Linked DNA regions of Ovis aries: region 1 is linked to region 2. The links are chromatin contacts, called in public Hi-C maps. All regions are on one chromosome and are shown on one strand. The core of a region is the stretch at or near the end of the contact, and the rest is flanking DNA. Distances in the headings are between cores, read along the strand shown.

Evidence for each region. A called contact is a pair of places that touch in the nucleus more often than the background predicts.
Region 1: a contact with region 2 is called in a Hi-C map of tail adipose tissue, with 2.5 times the contacts expected there. The contact joins the promoter of ADD3 here to the enhancer-like site in region 2. A contact is called at or near these places in 3 of 16 Hi-C or Micro-C datasets (skin fibroblasts and tail adipose tissue).

What each region holds. Positions count from the first base shown.
Region 1 is chr22:30,114,801-30,118,152 of ARS-UI_Ramb_v3.0, reverse strand. It overlaps ADD3 (adducin 3), which reads right to left and starts at 1,672. Exons shown (of 13, transcript XM_060404448.1): 1 at 1,507-1,672.
Region 2 is chr22:30,082,079-30,085,346 of ARS-UI_Ramb_v3.0, reverse strand. No RefSeq gene overlaps it. Among named protein-coding and RNA genes, the nearest start is that of ADD3, 33 kb to the left of the region's middle. Within about 2 kb of position 1,751, at least 7 of the 54 cell types and tissues checked have an H3K27ac peak or open chromatin away from gene starts, as enhancers often do. A contact at or near this core is called in tail adipose tissue, where this site is marked.

The DNA of each region.
Region 1 (3,352 bases), core at 423-2,922, 33 kb before region 2:
ATCTCTTTAGCGTCCTCCTCCAGCTCTACAGCTTCGATCCGTTGCGTGCCTTGCGGGAGGGTCGGAGGAGTAAAAGACCCCGACGGAAGCTCGACTACGAGGGATAGGAAGGGCGCCTTGGAAATGCCGCCCGCCCAAACCTGAGCAAGGCGCCCCCCTCCCTCCACCACCGGCCACACTCCTGAGGTTGAGCCACAGCTTTCAGAGTCAACCTCGGCCGCCTACACTGGCTGTTGGGTCTTCAGCAGGAGGCCACTGCTAAGGTTCAACCTCCACACACCCCTCACTGGAGGGGCCTGGGTGTTCTCAGCATAGTTGCCTATGGGGGCGCCTCTTTCCCGCTACTCATCTCCTCAGAGGGGCAGGGGCTCTCTTATCAGCGCCACTTGTACGCTTCAAGGGTCTTCACCCCGAATTTGGCCCCTGGCCTTGAGACCTTATGAGAGCTCATCTCTTGGAGGTGAAAAGTCAAGGCACTGCCAGCCTTGAAAATGAACTCGGGGCCCGGTAAACTTTGCAGGGATGTAGATCTATCCACAGGTGACACTGGGCCACCCACCCCCCGCTGCCCAGACAAGACCTACCCTAGAAATGGACCTCCCAGCAACGCACACCTTTCTCTCCCACCCACGACTTGCACACCCCTCCCGCATACGTGTCCTGCGCGGGCACAAATCCACTCCCAAGCCCACCCTCTGAGCGACATTCTGGTTATTCACGGTCTCTTGGGTCAACCCCACCCTAACACACAACAGCAAACTTCATTCCCCACCCTTATCTCCCTTCGTTTCCAAGGCATTGGCGACAGTCCACTTCATTTCCTTCCTCCTCTGCAGACTCTTCTCTTCCCCCTCAAATAGTTCGTGCCATCCCCCTCATCTTCATCCCCTCCTTCTTCCCTAAAAATGTGCTAATTAAAATGTAGTTTCCTCTTCCCACATATGAAGTGTGGAAAATGAATCTTGTCTTGGCACAAACTGTGATTCATTTATCCTCGCTTTCTCTCTCCACTGGACCAAAGCTATAGAAATTTTAGTCTACCACCATCTCCCATATGCTCAAAATCTAACCATGCCTCATGGTTTTTAAATACCCCTAAAGGATGGTGGGGAAGGTTTCCTGGCTTTGGGGAGAAAATATTTAGAAAATGCTTAGCGTGTCATTTTATTTGGCATTTTAAAATATCTGCAGTATTTGAGAGAGATATTGGGAGTGGCTAGATGTTTTCTTGCATTTAGAAAGCAAAAAATGAAAAAAAAGCTTGGCACGCATCAAGGTTAGCCGGTTTATGAATAGCCCCCCAAAAGTGTATTAGGGGTACATATCAGACAATAGTCTCCACTGCACAGGACGTTTGCCTGTCAGAGATCTAGAGCACCCCCCCCCCCAGCCCCAAAGGAAGACAAATTAACATAATCCATTTTAAGCATGTCTGATGAGCAATCCTTCCCGTGATCACTCCATTTCCCACAGTTTCTGAACAAAATGGATAAAAGACTTGCTTACCCGCTTAGGATGCAAGGCTTTCTTGTGTCCAGGGCAGTAGACGTGCGTGTCTTCTAGGTGTGGATTCTGCAGTGCTGCACAGAAACCCACTGCAGCTTCAGACCGGCGGCAGCGGCAGCTTCTCCCAACGCCGAGTAGTAAAGTGTGTGACTCTGGTAGAGACTCCACAATTACCATTAGGCGCTTGCTTATGAGAGAGGAGGCGGAATCTTTCTTAAAGGAATGGGTAGTGTTTTTCCTCTCCACTATTTCTTCATGAGAGGCTGAAAGGGTGGAAGCAGGGAGTTTTTTTGGACTGAGTATGGCCGTACAGCTGTGGGAGGTCAAGGTTAAAATTAACTGGGTGATCGAGGGACCGATTTAGTGTGAGTCAATGAAATGCTAGAAGCATTGGTTTTAAAGAGCCCTGCTAACTTCAAGCTCTGGGGTCCATGGCAGAAATAAAGTGATGTGCCTTGAAACTGACTAGTACTTTGTGTTAATAATTAATTTCGAATCATCGCTTTAAACTGATAACTCTAAAAAGGGAGGTTATTTCATATTTAATACAAGAACACGAAAAGAATAATAAAACACACAATTGGGAACAAGAGTCAAGTCTTACTAATAAAAGCATATCTGCTATTTCAGTGAATATCAGTATTAGAAAATATTGTAAATCAACTGTACTTCAATTAAAAAAAAGAAAAGAAAATATACTATTGCCAGATCAATCTGTACTTGTAAAAATTATAGTATTATTTATAGAAAAAACAATAAAAATCTAAACTAAGAAAATAATAGCTTGCTATTATGCTATTTCAGTGGCAATTCAAAGTTCAGCAAAATTAAGGAACTCATAGGTAGATTACTTCAAATGCATCCAAATTTACTATTTACACTATTAGAATGTGGTGTGTCCACAAAGGAGGAAAATGAGTCTGCTTTATAACTTTAATTTTTATCTCAAATAATATTCCTCAGTTTAAGCACTGAACATCTGAGATTTTTTTTCTTCAGTGGTAAATAAGGAGGTGTGGTCCCACAATATGAATAGAGAAAAATATGGAAAATATTCTGCGATTGATGTTTTTACACAGCTTTTGTTAACGTTTGTTAACTACCAGTGATCTTGAGCAGGTAAGTAAACTTTTTTGTTCAATCGTCCCCTATTTTTTAAAATAAGGATGTTGCATTGAATTTTCCTTTAGTATTCCAAAATGCTTTGATTTTTATGACATTTATATTTTTGTTATTTGATGCATGTGTATTTCACTCTACACTCTGCTTCTCCTGAAAACTTGGATTAAAAATGTCTTTATTTTAAATGTGTAAGCAGAGCTTATTATTTACAACTATTCCAAAACTATTTTGCAAATCACATGTTGTTTTTGTAAAGGGAAAAAACTTAATTTTATCTGACTTATGATTGTGTACCCAATTATGACCAATTTTCCTGCAGCAGAATCCTACAATATTGCTAAAAATACTGACTGACTGGAATACAAAATATATGTTTAATAGCAGTTGGAACATCATTAAAAAGAACTGGTACATCATCAGATGGTAGAGTTGGAACAGAGTTTAGAGCTCATCGACTCCAACCCTGTAATTTCACAAGTGGAAAAAATGGAAACCCAGAGAAGCAAAATGGGGGCTCAGGGAAGTTAACTCAGTCTCTACTCTCCACATACACTACCCCATGGACTGTATCCCATGAGGATCCTCTGTCCATGGAATTCTCCAGTCAAGAATTCTCCAGGGGATCTTCCTGACCCAGGGATCAAACCTGGGTCTCTTACACTACAGGCAGATTCTTTACCATCTGAACCACCAGGGAAGCACCTTCACACACAGCAAATAAACA
Region 2 (3,268 bases), core at 502-3,001:
GCTCAGTCATGTCTGACTCTTAGCAACCCCATGGACTGCAGCCCACCAGGCTCCTCCGTCCATGGGATTTTCCAGGCAAGAGTATTGGAATGGGGCGCCATTGCCTTCTCCAGAATGAACAGTGTAGGGATTTATAATAAAATGGAGTGTACGTCACCTTGAAGGTAAATCCATCCCAAATTGATGGTTAGATAGTGTGATGGCCACTTGACATTCCTGGCATTCTTAACACAACTCTGATAGGTGATGGGCCCAGAGAGATTATTGGCATTGGCTGTATTCTGTTTGTGAGCCCTGGTGAGAGGGAAGGACATTCCTGGAAGAGTTGCAGGGGAGGAAGAGGTTAAGGGCTTGGTTGATTAAGAAGATTCTTTCCACATTTGTCTGAGGATGGATTGGCAGGTTGGAGGGTTCAGATCATAACTGAGAGGGGAGAAACTACAAATATTGATGATGGTGATGATGATGATGAACTTTGGGTCCGAGGTTTAAGGTGAAGATAGAATGAGAGAATGGCTTTTGAAGGAGGTGATTGAGAACATCTACAGTGGGACTATGTGAAGGTGTCTCCGTCTGGCTGAGTGGTTCAGGATTTTACTTCTATGTGGAGACAGAGTACCCTGGGGTGGTCCTCCTGACTGGTGCCAAGCATCCACGAATCCAGGCCAGGGCCACACCCTGTCTTTAGAGTCATCTCTTTTCTATCTTTTTCCTAGTTTTAAGGCCATGCTATTACATAATTTGGACACAACAGCCAGAGATAACTTTCTGCTTGAAACAATTGTATTTTTTATTGGATAGGTTTGACTAAGTAAAAGACTTCTTTCTTCAAGTGAGCATTTTATTCTGTTAATTGTAGAAAGTCTTTGCAGAGACATTTTTGCAAATAATGGAATCTAACACTTCCCCTAAGAGAGTGATCCCTAAGAATTCCCAGACCTTACAAGGAAACAGTGCACCCCTAGCATTAAATTCATTAGAGTCCCATCAGAGCATTCTAATGCAATTTTTATGAAGTGTCTTTTATTTTGTACTTGGTTCTTCTGTAACAAATGAGTCATTGATTTTCAAAAAATTTTAAATGTATCCAGAACCTTTTTTTTTTTTTGGTTTTTGTTTTGAACAGCCACTTAGACGCCAAAACCAGTAACCCTGTCCTGTCTCCCTGCTGCTTTGCTGTAAAGAGAGCTTTCCTCTAAATGGATCACCATGGTTCTGCTGACAAGGAACCAGCCAAATTGTTGACTAGGTGAAAGAAACGCCTCACAAGTCTTTGTAAAATGTGGCCCAGCAATTATTATTTAACACTTGTGTGCTCTGTTCCAGGAAGGCCTGAAAACAACAATTTAAAAAAGAATTTTAGGGCTAATCTCAGGTCTCTTTGTGATTTACAAGGTATTTTAATCTCAGGTTTGTTTGGAAGCCTCTCCACGTGAGTTTAAATAGGGAAGCTGACTGGAGCCTCACCATAAAACTGTGGTTGGGTACGAGAAACCGCGGAGGACTTAGTCAAAGACAGATTCACTTGATGCCAAATTCTTTTCTCTCATCCAAGAGTGGCCAACGAGACCAAGGGTGGGAGTGGGAATTCACCAGGGTTTTTCAACAAAGCATTCCAATAAATTAAAAAACAAACAACCTTTGTTAGAATGAAAAAAAAAAAAAAGTGTTTGTAATGCTGGCTTGTTAGAGCGCCCTCATGTGTCTCAGTGTGGTAATATCATTTTGGGACTTTCAAGGTGCAAAAAAAAAATGCTCTTCTGAGTCACTCCAACACTGTTGAATGACGTTCTGTTCCTTCCCATTTGTTTCCAGGGCCACACAGGAAGCTCCTTCTTGTTTAGGTATTGTTAGAACTTCCAGTGTGATGATTATTTTTTATCAGAGGCTGTAAGCATAATCTACCTCATTTTTCAGAGTCTCACATGCATATAGCATGTTCAGTAAGTACCTACTCCCGGCTTCCCAGGTGGCGCTAGTGGTAAAGAGCCCACATGCAATGCAAGAGACATAATGAGACTCGGGTTCAATCCCTGGGTTGGGAGGATCCCCTAGAGGGCCTGGCAACCCACTCCAGTATTCTTGCCTGGGAAATCTTATGGACAGAGGAGCCTGGTGGGCTACAGTCCATAGGGTCACAAAGAGTCAGACACAACTGAAGCAATTTAGCAGGCACCTGACTGTGTTAGTCTGGTGGTATGAAGAACTGGCATTGGTGGTATGACACTGAACTTAGCTTCCAGAACTCATCAAACATACACTCAGAAAAGGGGAAATTTACTGCATAAATTAAATTATACCTCAGTATAATATAAACTATACCTCAATAAGCCTCACATAAAAATTTTTTCAATTCCTAAAAGAATCACCACGGACTTCTTCCAATCTACAAATCGCTAACCCTTCTGGGTTAACAAACTCTTGGCTTCCTTCTCTTTGCCCATCTGTAAAAGACACCAGGATGAACTCTTATGAGTCTGCTAGTTCCAATCCATTTCAAAGCCCCAGTGGGGCCAGGCTGCATTCCAAGCAGTCCACTCCCTGACTCTGCCATTGTGCCTTAGAACGAGTGTGCAGTGGCATGGAGCCTCCCTGGCATTTCGATATTGAAAAGGAAAACCTCAAAGTTCCAGGCCAGTGCTAACTCTGTTACCAACAAGGGGGAACCCATTGAGGGGAAAGGAGATCTGGGCCCTGAAGGCAAATTCGAACTGTCAGTTTGCTGGCTTCCCTCCTTGGCAGATAACAGCCAGAGGCCGTGCCTTGTGCAGACCATCCATTAGTCACAAGACTGAATGTTCCACCCCAGGCAGCGCCCAACATCTGATTCTAAAACAAACAGCTTTGATTCAGTGACTCCCAAATGTTCTACCCACCCTTTTCCCCAACAATGGTGATCCACAAATGTTAATCCAGGCCAGTGTTCTTAAACTTTTCTAGGCTCAGTTATCCCCTACCTTGCTAAGACCTAATTCTTATATGTTCTTATCACACCCACACATAAAAGTAACTATGTGAGGTGATGGATGTGTTAATTAGTTCAATTATAGTAATCATTTCACAGTGTATACATTTACATTAAATCATCACGATGTACACTTTTTAAAAATCACCTTGTACAACCTAAATATATCCAGTTTTTTACTTGTCAATTACACTTCAATGAAGCTCAAAAAAAAAAAAGAGGTAATAATCGACTAAGGATATTTTCTAAATAACAGTTCCCGGGCTTCCCTTGTGGCTCAGCTGGTAAAGAATCCATCTGCAA